2 separate regions of the Sus scrofa genome follow, and region 1 is linked to region 2. Evidence: chromatin contacts called from public promoter capture Hi-C data. All regions are on one chromosome and are shown on one strand. Each heading gives the region's core, a stretch centred on a gene start, on an enhancer-like site or on the middle of the called end of the contact. The rest is flanking DNA. Distances are from core to core; before and after follow the strand shown. Region 1 holds the start of DOK2 (docking protein 2). Region 2 holds the start of ATP6V1B2 (V-type proton ATPase subunit B, brain isoform).

Evidence for each region. Promoter capture Hi-C pulls out the DNA fragments that hold promoters and counts their contacts.
Region 1: a promoter capture Hi-C map of fetal liver shows a contact between it and region 2, with 3 times the contacts expected there. The contact joins the promoter of DOK2 here to the promoter of ATP6V1B2 in region 2. A contact is called at or near these places in 1 of 5 promoter capture datasets (fetal liver) and 1 of 2 datasets of contacts at active chromatin or transcription factors (alveolar macrophages).

What each region holds. Positions count from the first base shown.
Region 1 is chr14:6,179,227-6,184,531 of Sscrofa11.1, forward strand. It overlaps DOK2 (docking protein 2), which reads right to left and starts at 1,669. Exons shown (of 6, transcript NM_001185102.1): 1 at 1,533-1,669; 2 at 257-538; 3 at 1-44. The coding sequence starts at 1,592.
Region 2 is chr14:4,287,799-4,292,670 of Sscrofa11.1, forward strand. It overlaps ATP6V1B2 (V-type proton ATPase subunit B, brain isoform), which reads left to right and starts at 1,459. Exons shown (of 14, transcript XM_003483379.4): 1 at 1,459-1,698. The coding sequence starts at 1,563.

The sequences.
Region 1 (5,305 bases), core at 419-2,918, 1.9 Mb after region 2:
CGGCTGCCCTTTCCCTCCTGGCCTAACAGCTCCTTCCTCGGGCCCTGGGGAGGAAACCCAAGGCTCACCACCATCACCAACCCCAAGCCCTACCTCTGGCCCAGCTTTCTTTCAAAACACACTCAACCAGCTACCCCCTATTCTGACTCGGGATGCTTCCTCCCCCACCCCAGCATCTTGACCTTGGCCCTTCCAACACTGGCCCAGAGCAAGCATCAAGTGCCCCCACGCCTTTCCGCAGCCCTGGACGACTCACCGGGAAGGCCAGGAGGCAGATGGCCTGTATCCAGTCGCCACGCTCTGTGGTTGGGGCCGCCAGCAGGTACAGGCGCTCTGTGGTCTCCAGGAAGAAGGCGCTGGTGTCCCGGGGGCTGCTGGCCTCCCCACCAGCCTCGGCCACCCGCAGGCAGTCACTGAGACGGATGACCCTCCGGGGGGGCTCTCCCCGGCGAGGCTTCTCCGGGCCCTCCTGGAGCTCCAGCCGGGCCAGGGCACAGCCCGACCCTCCGTACAGCACAGCCCCGAACCGGCGCCATTTCTGCCCCCAGATGGGGAGACGGAGAGACGGTGACCAGAGGGGAGAGGAGGGCCCAAGGGAGACGGAGGTGAGGATCACAGGAGACCCAAGGAGGCAGGGAGCCTAACGGAGGCCTTGGGAATTAGGAAGCATTGGAGATCCACCCCCAAGCAACCCAGAAGGAGGCCTGTGAGGACAGCGGAGAAGATGCTAAAGGTAGAAAAGGCACAGTGGAGAGCCCCGTGGAGGCAGACTGCAGGGAGGCCCGGCAGGCCCAACCCAGGGGATCCGAGTCACCAGGCAGAAAGCCTGTGCGTCTTGAGGCCCAGAAGGATGGCCCAGACTGGGGCCCATCATTCTGGTTCTGTGTGAGGCCTCATGGAAGGCACCTGTCCCCAGGAACGTCAGCTGACCCTCCTGAACCCTCCCGCCCCATCCCCTGACAAGTCAGGCCATGAGAGAGACAGACGGACGGAGAGGAGCCCTGGGGTGGGTCAGCTGAAGGAAGGAGCACTTCCTCATTCAAGGAGGCCAAGGAGGGGAAAGGAATCAGGACACCACGGGGCCCTGGCTCCCAGAGACCAAGCTCAAGCTCACAGGCCAAACGCACCCCACTGGGGCAGGAAAAAAGGAAGGAACTCCCACTGCAATCCCAAATGATCCCCTCTGCCATTCCCTCCATCCCCTCCCAAGGTGCCCTGGTGAGAAGTTGCCACAGGGCAAGAAAGGCAAGAAACAGAGCCAGAGCCCCTCCCCCCACTCCTCCCCACCCCCACCCCGGGTCAGCAGCCGTCAGCAAGAGCAGAGTCTGGGGCCTGGTCAGGGAGGTCAGCAGCTGCTGAGGAAAGAGCCCTCTCAAGCTTGTGCTCTGGGCCTGAGGCGGTTGATGGCACAGTCCCTGGCATCTCCTAAGGGTTCTGGAACATTCCAGGGTCTCCTCTCCTCCCCGGGAGAGTCTAGCGAAGCCCCAGCCTCTCGGCCCAGCCCCAGCCCAGCCCAGTCCAGCTCTTCCTACCTTCCCGAAAGTCTGCTGCTGCTGAAGGTACAGGAAGCCCTGCTTCACCACGTCCTCCATCCTCCCACCATCCCCGGCCCTGAGCCTCAGCGCTCCTTCCACTCCCGCCCTCTTTCTCTCCTCACTGCCCTATGTTCCCCCTTCTCTCAAGTTCATTTCCTCTCTGCCTAGAGTATTCTGCACTATTCTAGTCTGCTTGATGACGACAAGCTGATAGGCCCTGTGGTTTCTTGCTGTGTGTGTGTGTGTTTTCTTTTTGATGAGTGAGTTTCACACTCAAGCTTCCTGCATTTTTCAGTGAGTAAGACAGCATTTCCAAAAAGCCAAATTCCATTGCTTCAGTGAGCAACAACTCAGGTACAGAACCTGGCATGGAGAGTCACCACCACAGAGTGGCTGACCCACTGGAACAGAGACCCACTGGAACAGAGACCCAGAAGAAATTTGACAGTAAAACCAGTCACCAAGGCCCCCTCGCCCCAAGCTGAATGCTTAGCATGACAAAACAAGGTCAGAACCATAGAAATCAACCAGTCCAACTCCCTCATTTAAAAATGAGGAAACGTGGAGTTCCCGTCGTGGCGCAGTGGTTAACGAATCCGACTAGGAACCATGAGGTTGCGGGTTCGGTCCCTGCCCTTGCTCAGTGGGCTAACGATCCGGCGTTGCCGTGAGCTGTGGTGTAGGTTGCAGACGCGGCTCGGATCCCGCGTTGCTGTGGCTCTGGCGTAGGCCAGTGGCTACAGCTCTGATTCAACCCCTAGCCTGGGAACCTCCATATGCCGCGGGAGCGGCCCAAGAAATAGCAACAACAACAACAAAAAGAAAAAAAAAAAAAATGAGGAAACGTGAAGTTCCCTGGTGGCTCAGTGGGTTAAGGACCTGTCATTGTCACTGCCGTGGTATGAGTTCAGACCCTGGCCCCAGGAACTTCCACATGCCAGGGACATGGCCAATAAATAAATAAATAAATAAATAAATAAAAATGAGGACACTGAGGTTCAGGAAGGTCTGAGGGACAGATCCAAGGCCACCAAACCGGAACCCAGGTCTCTCAACCCAGGAGGAGCTGAGCACACACACGCCCAGCACCGTGGACGAAATCACCTCACCACTTTCACACACTCTGCTGCAATGGTTTCACTCTGTGGGGAGCACTCCCTGCCCCCACCATGGTGACACACACGTACACCACCTCCATGAGATTATAGAAACATGAACGTTCCCACACGCTATGCTCCCCAAGCATATCTCAACTGCTGGAGTTCACCATCTTTCCAGCTTTTGTGAGCATTATAAAGACAACTGAGTTCCAGAGTTCCCGTTGTGGCTCAGCAGGTTTAGAACCCAACTAATATCTATGAGGATTTGGATTCGATCCCTGGCCTCACTCAGTGTGGTAAGGATCCGGAGTTATCTCCGGCTGCAGTGTAGGTCACAGACACAGCTTGGATCCCATGTCACTGTAGCTGTGGTGTAGGCTGGCAGTTGCAGCTCCAATTCGACCCCTAGCCTGGGAACTTCCATATGTTGTGGGTACGGCCCTAAAAAGACAAAAAAAAAAAGACAACTGAGTTCCAGTCAGTTGGAGATTATCTTTCTAGGTTAAAACAGTAACCTCTTATACTTATATTTAAAAAAAAAAAAAAAAAAAAAAAAAGAACTTCCCATCGTGGCGCAGTGGTTAACGAATCCAACTAGGAACCATGAGGTTGCGGGTTCAGTCCCTGCCCTTGCTCAGTGGGTTAAGGATCCGGCGTTACCATGAGCTGTGGTGTAGGTTGCAGACGTGGCTCGGATCCCGCGTTTTGCTGTGGCTCTGGTGTAGGCCGGTGGCTACAGCTCTGATTTGACCCCTAGCCTGGGAACCTCCATATGCTGTGGGAGCGGCCCAGGAAATAGCAAAAAGACAAAAAAAAAAAAAAAAAAAAAAAGCTCCATAGTTATCAAAAGTGCCTTATACTTACTAAAGGTTTCGGGCACCAGGCACACTATCCCTGGAAGAAGGAAGGGCAGGTATAAACACACCTGTTTGAGACCCTCCTGAGGTCACAGAGGCAGAGGAGGAAGTAGCAGGGTATCTGATCTTGAATTCGGCGATCTTCTTATTGCTCACCCCTAAGTGGAATCCACATTTCATGCAAGGAGATACATTGCTTTGGAGAAATCTAAGCTCCCCAAAGAATATTTAACTTAGAGCCAGATGGTTTAGAGAAGCAATGATGGAGGCATGGTGCCGAAATGTTGGGGGAACCAGAGAATTAGACCAGCACTCTGGGGTAACCCCATAATGGGTGCTTATGTAAACAAGCTGTTTCCTTTACCGTGGGGGTTCAGTTGCCTTGGGAAGGAAACCAGAGGAGTGCACTGCTCAGGCCTCTGCCGTACATGCCATGCGCTTTACCAAAACAGCTCTAAGAGACCAATGTCATGAGCTCTGGGAGCAGAGGGCAGAGTCACGTAAAGCTCTCGGCACTCAGCACTGCTGCCTGGATTTGATCAGGTGGATTCAGAGACCAATGGGTAGCCAGGGATGCTGGTGTGGGAAAAACTCCTTGGGAAGTGGTTAGGAGTATGGAAATGGATGGCCTATTTCATTTTTCTCGTCCTGAAGGAGAGACAACATCACATGGGAGCTGCATGGTTTGCGGGCCGACTCAGCATCTCCTTACAGAGGAAGATGAAAAGGGCTTTGGAGTTCCCACTGTGGCAAAGCGGGTTAAGGCTCACCATTGTCTCCGGCAGTGTGGGTTTTATCCCCAGCATGGCACAGTTGGTTAAGGATCTGGTGTTGCCACAGCTGTGGTGTAGGTCATAGCTGTAGCTTAGATTCAATCCCTTCCATATTGCTGCAGGAGCAGCAACAAAAGAGAAGAAAAGGGCGTTCTGGGCCATCCTGGGGACTGCCAGAGAAGTGCCTTTCAAACTTTAATGTGAAGCTATTGTTAAAAGTGCAGATTCTGATGCAGCAGGTCTAGACTGCGACCTGTGATGCTGATGTTGCTGGTGTGGACCAGACCTGTCTCTGAGTAGCAAGAAAACAGGATGCTCCTCCCTACCACTCTGGTCGCCTTCCCAGATGGTAAACTGGACACTTTCCACTCAGAACCACAGGGGGGCACCCGAGCATGCCAGATCACTTGGGAACTGTTAATAAACCTGGAGGGCTGAGCCCCAGGTGTTTCAGACACCCGCTAGCCATCCCTTGCCTGTGGTAGCCAGAAATGTTCTCTTCCTGTGGCTGGGGTCCGCAACAGGAGCGAACTCGGAGCAACACCCACTTTTCCTGGCAGGATTTGTGGGAATCCTACAGTGGAAGTACTGACCCCAGGACGTTCTGCTTGGCTGCAAGCAAACCCTGTGAGCCAGGCAAACCCAGAAGACATAGCTCCAAGACACACCAGAGGGGCAGAGAACCAGAGGCCAGTAGGTTACCCAGGTACCAATAATAGCAAGAGAAAGCAGCATAAAGGAAAAGGTCTCAGGGGTTTACATGGAGGCACAGGTGGGGGAGGAGGTGCCCCGTGGCTTCTCATTTGTGCATCAGTATGAGCCATTAGGGTCCTTTCCTTTACAATGGTTTCTCACAGCAGGAGCTGAGAACACGGATCAGGAGACTCTGGGAATTTTGCAACTTTTTGTTACTAGTCTCACCAGAGATTAACAACTAAATTCTTAATACAAAAGGGTTTCTGAGCTAGTGTTTGGGGGCAAGAAAAGAAGGAGCTGAAGCAATTGTGATTCCCTGGCCATGAGGTACCCACCCCCCCAAT
Region 2 (4,872 bases), core at 209-2,708:
TGAGCAGTGGTGTAGGTTGCAGACTCGGCTCGGATCTGGCGTTGCTGTGGCTCTGGCGTAGGTTGGCAGCTACAGCTCCAATTAGACCCCTAGCCTGGGAACCTCCATAAGCCGTGGGAGCAGCCCGAGAAAAAGCAAAAAGACAAAAAATAAAATAAAATAAACGTTAATTTATCTTGGAAGATTTTAAAAATTTCAACACTTAAGGCTGTACTAATTCTTCAAAGGCTGAGGAATATGTTTGACTAGGCCAGAACTTATGAAGGGACATGTACCTTAGATTATTTCTACAGTTTTGCTATTTCACAAATGTTTCAATAAATATCTCTGTATACATATATGTATAAATATAGATCACATATATATAATATATATGATATGATATCTAATAAATCATAAACAATTGAAAACATTTGTTAGATATACCGATATATATATATATATCACATCACAATGGTCTTCTAAAGGCCAAAGGCAATGGCAACTTATATTCCTGCTTGCCTTCTCTTCAGTTTTTGGCATTAATAGTACCATAATCCATCCTTAAGATTTTCTCCTCTTTTTCTTCCAGGACATGTGCTCTGGGTTCTCTCCAACTCCAGTAACATCCCAAGTTTGATTACAGGATGCTCTTTCCTTTACTCATTCCCTAATCTTGGTCTTTAGCATCTTCCATAGTACGCACACTCTCTAGCTTATTTGTTTTATTTTCATATTACCAAATGGTGATATTATAAATTTGATCTTGGATTTAGCCCGGAGATCGACTCCTGGGATGTGTACCTATTCAGTCCAACAGAAATCTCATTCTGAATATTCCACAGGCAACTTAACCAAACAGCGCCCCCAATTAGCTTACTACTTCTCCTCCTCCACCACCAGTAAAATTCCTCACTTTCCTTCTCTATTTTCTACCCAGTAATCAGCACCAAAACCCACCAAGCACTCGGGCTGCAAGCCTGTACTGCCATCTTCCACAGCCAGCTCGTCATTCTTACACTAGTTCTGCGCCCTAAATACTTTTCAAACACATCCCACTTTGGTCTTTCACGCTGCCACTATCACCCTAAAACAGTCCAATATATACATATTTTTGAACCGATATATAAGTGAATGAATTGGAAAGGAAGCTAATAAAGTGAAAGAAGTAATAGTCACCGGAATAGGTTCTATATTGTTTCTCAAAGCAATTTTTAGAACTCTCTTCACTCAAAATAATGAAATGCCGTAACGAAATAGACATCGGTTGGCGTTTTCCTGCATGGAATCGCCTTTCTTCCCCTTCCCTCTTGTCTTCTTTCTCCCGCAAACCTTGCCTTTCTCTGGGTGCCTCTCCCTGGCCGGGCGCCCGCCCCCCAGCACGCTGGTCAGCTCCTCTCGAGGGCGCGCGGGTTTAGCCCCGCCCACGCGGATCCCGAGTCACAAGGACGCCGGCGGGCGGGGCTCAACCAAGGGGGCGGGGGCTTCGCAGCGCGCATGGGCGGAGCGGGGCGCGGGCCGCCCCAGCTATATCTGCGCCTGCGCGGCGCCGCTGCGGGGCCAGTCGGGACGGAGGAGACAAGATGGCGCTGCGGGCGATGCGGGGGATCGTGAACGGGGCCGCGCCTGAGCTACCCGTATCCACCAGCGGGCCCATGGTGGGGTCTCGAGAGCAGGCGCTGGCAGTCAGCCGTAACTACCTCTCCCAGCCTCGTCTCAGTGAGTATTCGAGAGCAAGACGGATCCTGTCTTTGCTTTTAGCCCAGCCCCTTGCTCCCACTCACCTGCTTAGCCAGAGGGGTGGGGTGTGTGACGGGGTTTGTTTTTCCCTCTGGCGTCCCCATATTCCGACCCAGACGTCTCTCTCTAGGAGAAGATTTGAGTGTACCTTAATTTCCATGACTGAGGTGGGCTAAGTGCAAGAGCGCCAGCGGGAACTTTTTTCTGGGTTGGTGGGCTGCTGGCTCTTGCCCCGCCCTCTCCAGCTTCCCGGGGCTGGAGCATGCTCAGGCGCTTGCTTCCTGTCTCGGAGGGAAGGCTGCTCCTTGCCACTCCTATCCTAATCTTCCCCTGGCCTCATTTGGATCTGCAGGGGTCAGGGGAACGTCCCTTCCCATCTCCTTGCCCGGGGTGTGGACCTCAGGGCAGGTCCTGCGCTCCTGCGGAGGGAGACGGTGTGGTGTCATCGCTGACGTGGTGAGGCCTTTCGTGGATGGAGGTCAGGCCCACAGCCAGAGGGAGATGTTGTTTGCAGGAGAGGCTGCTCCGCAGGAGAACACCTAGATATGAGAGAAAGCTAGAGCTGAAAAGTACCCTGCAGGTCATCTAGTCTAGCCCTCTCATTTTACAGTGAGACGCCTAAGGTTCCGGGAGGGACAGGGCTTGCCAGGGTCGACACCTCATTATTCACAGAACAGGAATATACCAGGTTTCTTGCCGGACCTTTTTCTACGATTGACTTTGTTGAGTGCAAGGCTGTTTTGGGGAAGACAGCAGCTTTGCCTATATTATATACCATATGTGCAAAGCATATGCATAGGCATGTTTGCGTTGTGATTGTAAACAGACCTTCATAAAGCAGGCCTAAGTGGACTGCTCAGCAGTTCCCAAAGAAATGATTCTTGTGTAGTAGCATCAGACCTCTTGCAGAGCTTCCTTAGGAACTGGGAATGAGCCCTGGAAATTGACTCTTTAAAGCTTAGGAAAGCACCGGACGTTTCCCCCGGTGATGAGACCGTATTTGCACTGGTTACTTGCCAGAGTACCTGTTTGTGGGTGGCTTCTTGGTTAAAAAGAATTTCAGATGAAGGGTTTCAGTTTGGGGCGCTCTCCTGCCTGACTAATCCCATCCTGATCAGTCACTGGGTCATGTGATGGCACTGCAGAGTGAGGAAGAAGGCGACTTGAGTCTATGGTTTGCGGAGATGTGCTTTTTTTTCTGGCAATTATTTTCATTAGAGAATGCCTGTTGAGAGTTTATAGGAGCTGAAATAAATGGCTTAAGAAATTGACGTTCTTATATAGACTTTGACAATAAATTTGTACCTGACAGTTACAGATACTCTTTTATGAATTGCCTGTGTGTTTTATTGTTCTTTGGGTAGAGTAGATAGACATTAGTGGTGCTTCTAGGAAAAGATTTTAAGGGGCAGTAGTCATTTTCCGACGATGTAATTTATTCACTGAATTTCAATTCAGAGAGTATCGGCTGAAATGATAACATAGTTGAAAGAGTACTGCATGATTAAAGTTGTAAACCCCTATAAGGGAGATGAGTATGATTTCTTAACATTCTGTGTGTGCTTAGCCAGTGACTGAAGAACTTCTCCAGAGAAGATTCCTCTGGACGAAATTGTTGCAGCATAATGCCTAAAACAGAAGCTTTAGAGTTCAGGAACCCCTTTTGTATCCTCAGGGCCTGGCACAGTATTTTACAATTGCTATATAGCTTACATTTAAACCCCTTGTTCTAATAGTGGGTGAAGTCATAATGTGGAAGGAAAGGAACCACGGTAGGGAGTCGGGGTACTTGCGTTGAGTTTCCATTCTGTGTCTGGGTTATTCTAAAAAGCGCAAATGGTACCAGACTTAGGCTAACAGCTAGCTGCATTTGAATATCATCTTTTTCCTATATTGCCACAGTCTTACTTCTAGTTAATGCTTTTAATTTCTTCTGAATAAATGTTGATTAACTTCTTAATTTTTCTAAAGATTGATGATACCATCCTAGGTTAAAAAGTTATAGTTATTTAATTTGCGCTTTTTGAACAAAGGAATCAGTTCCACTGCACAGATTGGATCCTGTTAATTTTTTTAAATTCCGAATTATGAGACTGTTAACAAGAAATGGAAAATGAGATACACGGGGTTAAAATAATCTTGAGCACATTAGTTGAATTTCAGTGTCACAAGGAAAGAAAACTTGATTTCCTTTTAAACTTTGAACAAGGTTCAGTAATATACATAGAACTTTTGGATGTTAAACATTTTGAATTAGATAATCTCCATTGTGCTTGAGACCCTCGATCAGCTGTCTAAATCTTTCTTACTTCATGAAGCAGAGAGTCTTTTCGAGAGTCGAATAAAGGAACAGTGGCCTGCCCTTCTCTAGGACCTCTCCCTCCTTGCCCACTGCTCGAGGTGGGGTTCCTACTTTCGTTGCTCAATAGAAGGTGATTCTTCAGTTTTCCTTTTGCTAATAAGGTGTAGGCTAAAGGGCTAGATCTCTTATTGTGCAATGGCTTTCAGATTTTTCTTTGAAAATTTCACAATCGTTAAGTAGTGTTAGTCCTGTTGAATAATCTCATATCCTGCAGGAGGAAGAGGATGTCATCTGACAAAATGTGTGTTCCTTAACGCCTTTGTAGTTCAGGGGTTTTAAATGTTACTCCATAAATATTTATTGCCGGGTTGATAGTTCAGGATCAAAGATGTGACTTTGGGGACGTAAATTGTGTTCAGCATGCTGTGTAAACAAGTGTTGCTGTGTTGTCAGAAATTCTTACCATTCCCTGTGGATTTAGGTTCTTGTTCATTTGGAATTTTCAAGGGAAAAGTGATCATTATTTCTAAGCATAGAAATATTTATGTAATTTGTGAATCGGTTTTGATTTTTTGAAGAGCAGCTTGGTGTCTTTGGCAGCTTTAAACTTGTCTTTTTGGGCTTTTGATAGTAATGGTAAGGCGCTCTGGCTAAATATTGTTGAAAGATAAAGGTGGTGTTTGATATTGTTTTCTGTGCTTGTTGCCCCACTTCCGCAGGTAGTTTTATTATTGTGGAAAGGAATTATAGTTTGTATATAAACAGTCATCTTTCTATATTTTTAAATAATACTGGAGACTAAAGGTCACCCTAACTTTAGAATTTTGGGGTGATGGTGGTGAGGACAAACA